Linked DNA regions of Ovis aries: region 2 is linked to region 1. A link is a contact called in public Hi-C data. All regions are on one chromosome and are shown on one strand. Each heading gives the region's core, a stretch centred on a gene start, on an enhancer-like site or on the middle of the called end of the contact. The rest is flanking DNA. Distances are from core to core; before and after follow the strand shown.

Region 1 (5,149 bases), core at 1,195-3,694:
TCTGCCTATTAGTGACTAAATAATAACAATAACGCTGCCTATTAAGAATACGCAGAGGAGTCGGAGTCAAAAATAACATCAAGAGTATAAAATCTGAGGTAATACTTTAGAAAGTTCAAGTCTCAATTGCACAATATCTGTGTGAGCTTGGATAAGTTACTTAACTTCTCTGAGTTTTCATTTCTTTATGTTAAAAAATGAATAAGTAAGAGGAATATGAGTGTGTACTCAGTTGCATCCAGTTCTTGACTCAGGAAGACACACATGCCCATAGCTTGTCAGAGAATTTAAATAATGCTCTTTACTCTCAGACATAAGGTGGAATGTGACATTTCACAATATGGTTGCTGAAGAATAAGCATGTGAGTGTGTCTGCCCTCCCCACCCCCCTGTTTTGTCAGCTTGGCATTCACAGTCAGTACACTGACATAATTCCCATGCTGTGCAGTGTTCAGAAGCCCCAGTATCAACCAGGCCTGAGCTGAGAAGCACTCAGACGATATCCTCAGGGATGGAAGAGAGGTGAGAACGAATTGGAGCCACAAAGTCTTAATGGAAATTAATCAGTATTTGCCTGGTGAAAATAACAAAATATTCAGTTATATAACGTATATCTTTGTACTATACTAATGTGTGCTGCAACTTAAGCTCCATATGCAGCTAAATGCAGACAATTTCCTCTTTCAAAAGACTGGTCGACTTGTCAATGCTTGGTTCCATCTCATCACTGTAGATGACAAACATTTGACTGATGGTCAGCAGATGGAAACCAAGAGAGCCTTTGGAACCCAATGTAAGCTAAAGATGGCCGGAAAACTTGAATCAACAAATGCAATATCAAATAAGAGATGAACTAACGGAGAATAAGATGGGTTAAATTGCAGAGAGAATACTAGCAAGGTTAAATTCTTGGTACCTAAATTTGTTTTCCATTGTTTTCCTAACAATTTTAAAAACCCTAAAAAAAAAAAACAAACCTCAAAGTAGTGTTTTGCAGCCTCAGCTGAGAACAAGTTTTCATAAATCTGTACTTCTCAAACTTCAGCATGCATCAGAATCACATGGAAGACTTGTTATTGCTGAGCACCAAACACAAAGTTTCTGATTAGTTAGGTCTTGGATGGGCACCAAGAATTTGCCTCTCTAACACATTTCCAGGCATTCTGCTAGCTCACAGAGGAGATTTGCTCTAATAGGAACTGTTTTCCCCATCTCAGGGATAAGAACTCCTGGCTTAATTTTACAAGGTTCAGAAAGAGAAGTAGCTTAGACCTGGGCAAGAGGGCACCTCTTCTGATCCTCACATTCTGGGGATGTCAGGAACCTGTCTCTGGCCCTCCCCGCTCTGATGGATGAGGGAGGCAACAGAGCCAGGCCTGCCTACCTGCCCTCAGGCCATGCTCTAGATGGTCAGTACCTGGAATTCCTTGCCAAGCAGCCCAAATACACATCTAAGGATGATGTTATCCTTTCCACAAGTCTATTGTTTCTTCCTCAGAAACACCTAGGCCTCAGGAACAAGCAAAATGTAGTTGTTTTACATGATGCTTTGAGATGATGATGGGGATTGGGGTTTGGAGTTGCAACCAAGGCCCTTATGGTACAGGACAAAACAAAGGATGGGAGAGAAGGATGGATGTCTGGGTGAGAAAGATATAGATCAAGGCCCTGGGCCTTTGGTCTGCTCTCCAAATACTGCCATCTTCTGGCTAACCCCAGGAAGTCCAAGAATCCTAAATGTGAACCTGGCCTTTCTGTATCTTTATGAAGGTATTTTGTCAAGGTAGGCAGATAGAACACTTTCATTAACAGTTTAATAATTTGATTTGCAACTTTTAAAATACCTATGCATTTGGTACATGGGCTTCCATTTGATCTCAGAGCCCAGTTCCCACATATAAAACAAGGGGAAAGTGATTTCACTGACTGCTCACCCAATCCCACCTGCCATCATATGTATGCACTAAGTCACTTCAGTTGTGTCCAGCTCTATGCAACCCTATGGACTGTAGCCTGCCAGGCTCCTCTGTCCATGGGATTCTCTAGGCAAAAATACTAGAGTGGGTTGCCATGCCCTCCTCCAGGGGATCTTAGCCCTCGGGGGATTCCAGGGATTTAACCCACATCTCCTGCGTCTCCTGCATTGTCTGCTATGTTCTTTACCACTATATATAGCCTTTGCCTAATCTGGTTCAGTGCAGGGGGCACTGCTCTCAGCCCCTTTATACCTCAACTACGTTTCCTCTGCCTTGCAGAGTTTAGATGATATGTATTCCAGTGTATTGGGCATTCCCGGTCTGTTCTCAGAAAAGTCTGCAAAGCAGATCTTCGTCTCTAGGCAACTTCTCCAAGGAGCTTTTATCTTTGAAGCTGCTGCGTTTTGACCCTTGCCTTACTCTTCTCAACCTCCTCTGTCCCAGGCGCCCACACGCACGCTTTCGTGCTCCTTCACTGGAACTCCTTTTATAGAGTCTGACTCATTTCAGTCCCTGTGTGTTCCTTTCTGGCTTTGTCTCTCTCCTGACTCCCTGCCAATTTCTCGATCTTTGTCTGCTCCTCCGCTCAGCATCTTTTCTGGCGGCTTCTCCATTCTGCCTTTGGGAATTTTAATCGCTTTCCCATGAGCATATATTCTTACTCCCGTTGCTTCTTATATCTCTATAGGTCATGGGGAATTGTGGTTTTATTTCCAGTTTGGTTCTTCTCCTAACTTCTACGTCCCAGATACTGAGTCTCCACCCACTGGAGTGGGAAATTATAATAATAATAAACTTGCTTTCATGCCAAACTGACCAGATTGCAACTGGCTTTTGAAACTGGGGTATTGCCATATTCACCAATGATTTTCCAATCATTGTTCAACTTTCATTTCCTCTCAACTTCATATTTTTTCCTTTAGTAAAAGTTGCCAAACAGCTTTATAAAGTAACTGGAAACATACCAAAGTTAAGATCATTTTTTTTGGCCTCAGGCTACTTTACAAAGCTAAATATGAATTACTCAGATGATGGAGGGGCTTCTCTGTTCTTTGGGCTTATGTGTTTTATTCCACAGGTAGGATTGCTGTTTATTTAGGTTAATGAAATGACTTATGACCTTTTCAAAATTAATCATGGAATTTTAAGACTGTGCTGGAAAGAAGCTTAGAGATTTTCCAGGTCCAATTTTTTTATTTATAAGTAAGGAGATTCGGAGTAAAGAATTTAAATGGTTTGACAAATAATAAATAATAGCTATTTTTCATAGCTTATGAGCTGATGAAGTCATTTGATACTCAAAACAAATCTGTCCTCCAGTAAATATTTAATTTTTGGTGAAACTTTAGAAACGTTCTAGTCAAAGATAGGAATAAGACAATAATGTTTGTTATCACTGCCATTCTTTTCCATCATTCTAGAGGGCCTAGAGGCCCTCTTAGGGCCACTTAGACAAGAAAAATAGTTTTTTATGTAGAAGAAAGGTATACTGAGAAAATAGTTTTTAAAGTTTTTAAACTAGTTTTTAATAGTTTTTAAAGTCTTTCCATAAAGTGAAAGACTAACAAACTGGACCACATGAAAAAAATAAAACTTTTAGGTTAAAAAAAATGACAACATCAAGTTAGGAAACAAGTAGGGGATGGGGGAAATATTTGGAGCCTATGTAGAGATAAAAGATATATATCCATAATATACAGATCCATGAAAAAGAATTAATACCCAGGAGAAAAATGAGCAAAGAGTATAAACAGCTAATGTACAAGCACTGCTCTGGTAGTCTAGTGGCTAAGAATCTGCCCTCTCAATGCAGGAGGCCTAGGCTCTGTCCCTGGTCAGGGAACTAGATCCCGCACGCCGCAACCGAGAGTTCACATTCCACAGTTAAAGATTTCACTCGCCACAACCGAAAAATGAAGAAGCCTGACATACAAAAGAAGAAATTCAAATGATCAATAAATGTAAAGACTTGCTCAGCTGTAGTTCTTTTTGATATCTCATCAATATTTGTTTTCTGTCGTGTGAGGCGGCTTCTTTGGTTTTCGTCTGTTGAGTTTTGACTTAGTGACTGCCACCTTCCACTATGGTTTATTATAGGATATTGAGGACAGTTCCCTGTGCTGTGCAATTAGGGCCAGTTGTTTATCTGTCCTTTATGTAATGGTTTGCATCTACCAGTCCCAAACGCTCAGTCCACCCCTTGTGCACCATCCCCTCCCCTTTGGCAACCTCAGGTGTATTCTCTATGTCTGAGAGTCTGGTTTTGTTTCACAGATAAGTTCACTTGTGATCATATTTATGATATAAGCAATATCATATGATATTCGTCTTTCTTTGTCTGACTTACTTTACTCAGTAAAACAGCTCTAGGTCCTTCCATGTTGCTGCAAATGGCATTATTTTATTCCTCTTTGTGGTTGAGTAATATTCCACTGTGTGTGTGTGTGTGTGTGTGTGTGTGTGTACCACAACTTCTTTATCCATTTCTCTGTTGATGGACATCTAGGTTGCTTCCATGTACTAGCTATTGTAAATAGTGCTGCAGTGAACATTGGGAGGCCTATGTCTTTTCAAATTATGATTATCCAGATATATGCCCAAGAGTGGGATTGTTGAATCATATGGTAACTGTTTTTAGATTTTTTTTAAGGAGCCTCTATACTGTTTTCCATAGTGACTGCACCAATTTACATTCCCACCACATGTAGGAGAGTTCTCTTTTCTCTACACACTCTCCAGCATTTTTTTATTTGTAAACTTTTTAATGATGGCCATTCTGATTGTGAGAATGGTGTATGAGATGGTACCTCATTGTAGTTTTAATTTGCATTTCTCTAATAATTAGAGATGTTGAGCATCTTTTCAAGTGCTTATGGGCCGTCTCTCTCTTCTTTGGAATGGGTAGCCTTTCCCTTCTCCAGAGGATTTTCCCAACCCAGGTATCAAACCCAGGTCTCCCGCATTACAGGAAGATCTCCTGGAGAAGGGAAAGGCTACCCACTCCAGTATTCTGGCCTGGAGAATTCCATGGACTATAAAGTCCATGGGGTCGCAAAGAGTCGGACACGACTGAGCTACTTTCCCTTCCCTTCCTCTTCTTTGGAGAAATGTCTGTTTAGATCTTCTGCCTATTTTTTGATTGGGTCTTTTTTGTTATTGAGTTGTATGAACTA
Region 2 (5,149 bases), core at 1,913-4,412, 850 kb before region 1:
GATGTAAAATGAAGCGTTTGGTCATCAGATACTCTCCAAGGTTCCTTGGGTAGCTAGGTGGGTGGGGCAAACTTTATTATCACCACTTTAGAGAGAGAAGCTAAGGTCAGGAGCAACTTGAAGGGCTTGCCCAAGGTCTCAGATAATAATTGATAAGTAATACTTGAGATTATACACCTGCCCATAAGGACAAAGTATTTTCTACTGTACTCAGAACCACACCTAACTTCTGTGGGCTAGAGGACAGAGGCCCAGGTAGCATTACTCTAGTTATTTCAGTTATAAATCAAGATAAGTCACTCAGTCGTGACTGACTCTTTGTGACCCACATGGGCTGTAGCCTACCAGCCTCCTCCATTAATGGGATTTTCCAGGCAAAAGTACTAGAGTGGGTTGCCATTTCCTTCTCCAGGGGATCTTCCTGATACAGGGATCGAACCCGAGTCTCCTGCACTGCAGGCAGATGCTTTACCATCTGAGCCACCAGAGAAGCCCTAAAATCAAGATAACACAAGTGTTAAAATATGATATGTCCTCCCACCTTGACAAATACGATGGTCAGGTGTGAATCACAAATTCTTAAGACTTCTCCAAGAGCCAGGCTGGAAAGTGGCAGGGAAGAGAAAGCTGACTAGAAGGCACCCCTCTTCTTGCAGTTAAGTGGGGGCCCATAGTGCCTGGGAGGGTGTTCCTTAGTTCATGGGTCCAAGCACCACCCGCACTCCAACAAAGACCCATTCCTGCACACAGGGGTGAGTTCAGAGATCCAAGCAGATCCGAGGAGAGGGTTTGGTACTATTTGGGGAGGGGATTCCAGAATTCTGACCACCTGGGGCATGGTCTGGACGTGGGTTCTAGCTCCTTAACCCTGTGGGAAGGGGCACTGTCAGAAGAGGCAGAGGGTGAACACAGGTCCCTCTAGCTTGGGCTTAAAAGCCAGTCTGTTCATACTACCTCAAAAGTCAACCTAAGAAAGGGTACAATCTGGAAACTTTTTTGTTAGAAAGTAGTATTCATAATAGTTACAAGACCAGGTTCTGCACCCAAACACCTGGGTCAGGATCCCAGCGTGACCACTTATGCTGTGAAATTTCATGCCAGTTATGCCAGTTAGACAACATCGTAAGATTTCAGTTTCCTCATTTTTAAAATAGGTATAATTAATATTTTTATGAGGAGTAAATAAGATAGCACATGTAAAAGGCCTGGCAAACATTAAACTGGGTAAACGCGAGGTTCACTCCAGCTGTATTAGGTGAGTTTGCCTTGAAAGGTTTCTGGAGAATTATATAAGGTTAACTAGCGAAGCACTGTGATAACCCCTCTCTCCACTAAATAGCGGAGCCAGGCGCAGGAATAGGCTCCGCCCACCCAAGGCATTGGCTGCTGCCCAGGACCCATTGGGTCCCATGGCCAGGGCTTCAAGTTGCAGCTGTGCATTCTACGAGCTATAGCTAGAGATTCAAAGAAGGTTAACTGGCAACGCGGCCCTGAGTCACAACGGGACTAAGGCACTGAAACCAAGCATTAGCACACCATTTCTTTTATCCCTCCAATGCAGATGGTTAAACCAGTGAGAAGTGGCGTCGACAGGATACCAAGCCAGGGTTGATGCAGCTCGGTCCCCTCCCACCCCTTCACCCTGGGGCTCACGCTATCATTGCTTAGCCTTTTGACAGGTCTTGACATCTCTCCTCCGCGAGAAAGGAGAGACCTGGAACAAGCCAAGGCATCTCGCTGGTAGCTCCTGTGAGTAGGAGCCAAGCCCAGTTTAGCGAATGCCCGCCCCAAAGCAAAGATGTTTACCAAAGGCAAGCCTGGGCATTCCCCCACCCCACCGGGTGAGCTGAATTCAGTGTGGCCCATTTCCACATCCTAGCCCTTCCCCCTCCCTGGGGAAAAATTTAAAAACCACCTTGGAAACTTTGCCATTTCTTGAGGACCAAGAACTGTAACCAGCTCCCTTTAACGGACAGTCGTGACTGGGCACCGAGAAGTCAGACTTGAAAACACCAACAAAGGACTATATTTAGCTCTGAGCTCTCCGCCTAAATTCCTTTTATTTTTTCACTCTTAGCTTCAAAACGACTAGGTTGGGGAAGTGGGAGGAAGGGGGCGGGGGAGAGCAGAGAAAGAACAGCTGTGCCTCCGCCTCTCCACTCAATCTCTATAAATAACCAATCACGAGCGGAGGCTACTTTTTAGCCAATGAAGCAGCCCAAACTGATAAAACCTTGGAGGTAGCCAATGGAAGAACATTCGAGGGTGTGAGATTTGCGCCCCAGGACCAATGGGTCCTGAGTCTAGAAGAAGAAATTTGAGCTGGAGCGTGGGTGTGCAGTGCACAAGCTTCCTACTTCCAAACCCCCAAACCTACTCCGCCCACTGAGCATGCCCTGACTAGCTACCGGCACCCGGGCTGATTGTGGATCGGGCTGTGATTCACTCTCCGGGTTTTGGCCATAACCGAGTGGGGAGGTGGGTGGGGCCTTCTGAGTCCCAGCCTGGAGACCGCCCTGATCACTAGAGGTTGCCCATTCTCTCTTCCGGACAGGTTTCAGGCCGAATGTTCCTGTTTTCTTTGTCTGAGGGATGAAGTGCGAGGAGAGTCCGCGAGAGAAGGCTGGGTAGGAAGGGCCACGCCTAGAGTGTGGGAAAATGCTCCGCCCATAGAAGAAAATGTTTCTATCATACACCCAAATGTTCTTTGGGTCTCGGCCTTCGGGACGCACACCCGCCGGGGGCTCGGGGAGTGGGAGTCCACAAGCTTTGGATAAAAGGAACGGCATGAGACCAGCCTATTCCCGGGGTGGCCCACGGCGCCCGCCCTTTTCTCATAGAGCCGGGATTCCTATGCACTAAAGCCAGGTCGGCGCAGGAAGGTGGCCTCCGTCCTCCCTCGAGCTGTCCTAGCCAGCTTCTTAATACCCATACACCCCCACACATTTCTCCGGCTCCTATACTAGTGCCTATCCCGAATCCGCTAGTCTTGAATCAAATCGCTAGCTCCGCCTACAGCCCCACCCCCGTCCGGCCCCCCGGAAAACCAGGAGCCGGGAATCCGGCGGGAGGGGCCGGCAGCGGCGCACTGGGCATGCTCGCCAGGGCGGGGCGGGCAGGGCTGCGCGCGGCGAGTAGGAAGCCCTCGCCCCGCGGAGGCTGCGGGAGAGAGCTCGAAGGGCCGCGGCGGTGGGCGCACGCTCTGCGGGGACTCATGCCACGCGCGTCCCGGCCCGGCGCGCAATTAGCAGCCGCCTCCGCAGCCCGCCGCCGCCGCCTCCTCCTCGCCTTCCTGGGCTGCTGCGGAGAGAAGCTGCAGCCCTCGCCTAGCACGGGCTGCCGGCATTGTCCTCCAGATCCGCCGCCCAGGCTGCTGCTGCCGCCGCCGTGGGCTGCCTCGGGGCCCCGGACCCGCGCTGCAGGGACTCGCCGCCGCGCCGGCCGGCCCGGCGCCCGGCCCCCGTTTGGTGATTTCCGCGTCCTGCGTTCCTCGGTCATCTCCTGAGTTTACCTGCAGAGCTGAGGACAGAGAAGTCTAGCCACCAAGCCCAGCTTTCCTCCAGTGCGCAGCCCCGACGGGGCCGTGGCAGGCGCAGCGAGAACGCCGACGGAGCCATGAGAGAGTACAAAGTGGTGGTGCTGGGCTCGGGCGGCGTGGGCAAGTCCGCCCTCACGGTGCAGTTCGTGACCGGCTCCTTCATCGAGAAGTATGACCCCACCATCGAGGACTTCTACCGCAAAGAGATTGAGGTGGACTCATCGCCGTCGGTGCTGGAGATCTTGGACACGGCGGGCACGGAGCAGTTCGCATCCATGCGGGACCTGTACATCAAAAATGGCCAGGGCTTCATCCTCGTGTACAGCCTTGTTAACCAGCAGAGCTTCCAGGACATCAAGCCCATGCGGGACCAGATCATCCGCGTGAAGCGGTACGAGCGCGTGCCCATGATTCTGGTGGGCAACAAGGTGGACCTGGAGGGCGAGCGTGAGGTTTCATTCGGCGAGGGCAAGGCCCTGGCGGAGGAGTGGAGCTGCCCCTTCATGGAGACTTCGGCCAAAAACAAAGCCTCGGTGGACGAGCTGTTCGCCGAGATCGTGCGGCAGATGAACTACGCGGCGCAGCCCAACGGTGATGAGGGCTGCTGCTCGGCCTGCGTGATCCTCTGAGGCGCCCGCGGCTGCCGCGCGACAGCCGCGCTCTCCGCACAAAAGCCAAACGCACCCGACTCTTCTAAATGTGATTTCTCTTCTTGCTTTGAGATTGGAGATGACTTTGCATCGGCTGGGGGGTCTTGGCGCCCGACTGGCCGCGGTGGCCGCGTCCCCCGCCTCTCCCCGGTTTCCTAGGGGCTGTCCCGTCAGGACCATCCGAGTCCCGGTGGAAATGTGGATCTTTGCAGCATGTACGTTTCTCATTGATTTTGGTTGACGCATATTTCCCCATTGAAGCAGCCCGTGGGGCCCTGTATTGGCGGCTTGACACCGGCAGGCGAAAGTTTCAGTCTGGAAAAAAAAAAGAAATGGGGTGGGGGCGGAAGAGGACGGGGAGAAGGTGGAAAAGGGGGGATTTTTTTGTTTTTCTGTCAACAACCGTTTTTCTAGTTCCAAGTTTCAAAAACACGGAAGGAAGTCCGGGAGAACCAAATGAAGGAGCAGGAGGAGAGGAAGAAACTTTTGTTTTTTCCTTGTTTTCCAGGAGTAGCTGGAAATTAAGATCGGGTTCCTTTTCTGCCAGCTTGGAAAGGCAACCCCGTGACTGATTTCGATTCTGAGGATGTCTATGCAAAGTTGGATTCTTGTTACAGTGTATCCAATCTGAAGTATTGCACATCTGAACTGGGACTGTTAACACTGATGCCAATACAGTGTGGGGTGCCAGAAAGTGTCTGCTGATAATTTGTGGGGGAAAAAAATCTATTTTGTTTACCTACTGTATCAAAGGGGAGTCTGGGGGAGAACGGTAGTATTTTTTTTTATCAGCTGTGAAAAAAAAAAATGTTACAGATCTGCACATTTTTGTGTGTACTGTTGTGTGTGTGTTTTTTTAGATTTAGCTTTTTGTTCGTATTGGTTGGCCATACATGGTTTTGATGGCTAGCTCTTTAAACTACAGTACAGAAACTTCGCAAATGTGATTCAGGGCCCCCAG

Evidence for each region. Hi-C and Micro-C count contacts between places; a contact is called where the count stands out from the background.
Region 2: a contact with region 1 is called in a Hi-C map of tail adipose tissue, with 8 times the contacts expected there. The contact joins the promoter of RAP2B here to the enhancer-like site in region 1. A contact is called at or near these places in 3 of 16 Hi-C or Micro-C datasets (hypothalamus, skin fibroblasts and tail adipose tissue).

Annotation. Positions count from the first base shown.
Region 1 is chr1:234,446,421-234,451,569 of ARS-UI_Ramb_v3.0, reverse strand. No RefSeq gene overlaps it. Among named protein-coding and RNA genes, the nearest start is that of ARHGEF26, 160 kb to the right of the region's middle. Within about 2 kb of position 2,444, at least 12 of the 54 cell types and tissues checked have an H3K27ac peak or open chromatin away from gene starts, as enhancers often do. A contact at or near this core is called in tail adipose tissue, where this site is marked.
Region 2 is chr1:235,302,092-235,307,240 of ARS-UI_Ramb_v3.0, reverse strand. It overlaps RAP2B (RAP2B, member of RAS oncogene family), which reads left to right and starts at 3,162. Exons shown (of 1, transcript XM_015092587.4): 1 at 3,162-5,149. The coding sequence starts at 3,616. The coding sequence ends at 4,167. The region is part of intron 1 of LOC121817115 (a long non-coding RNA gene); the gene reads left to right.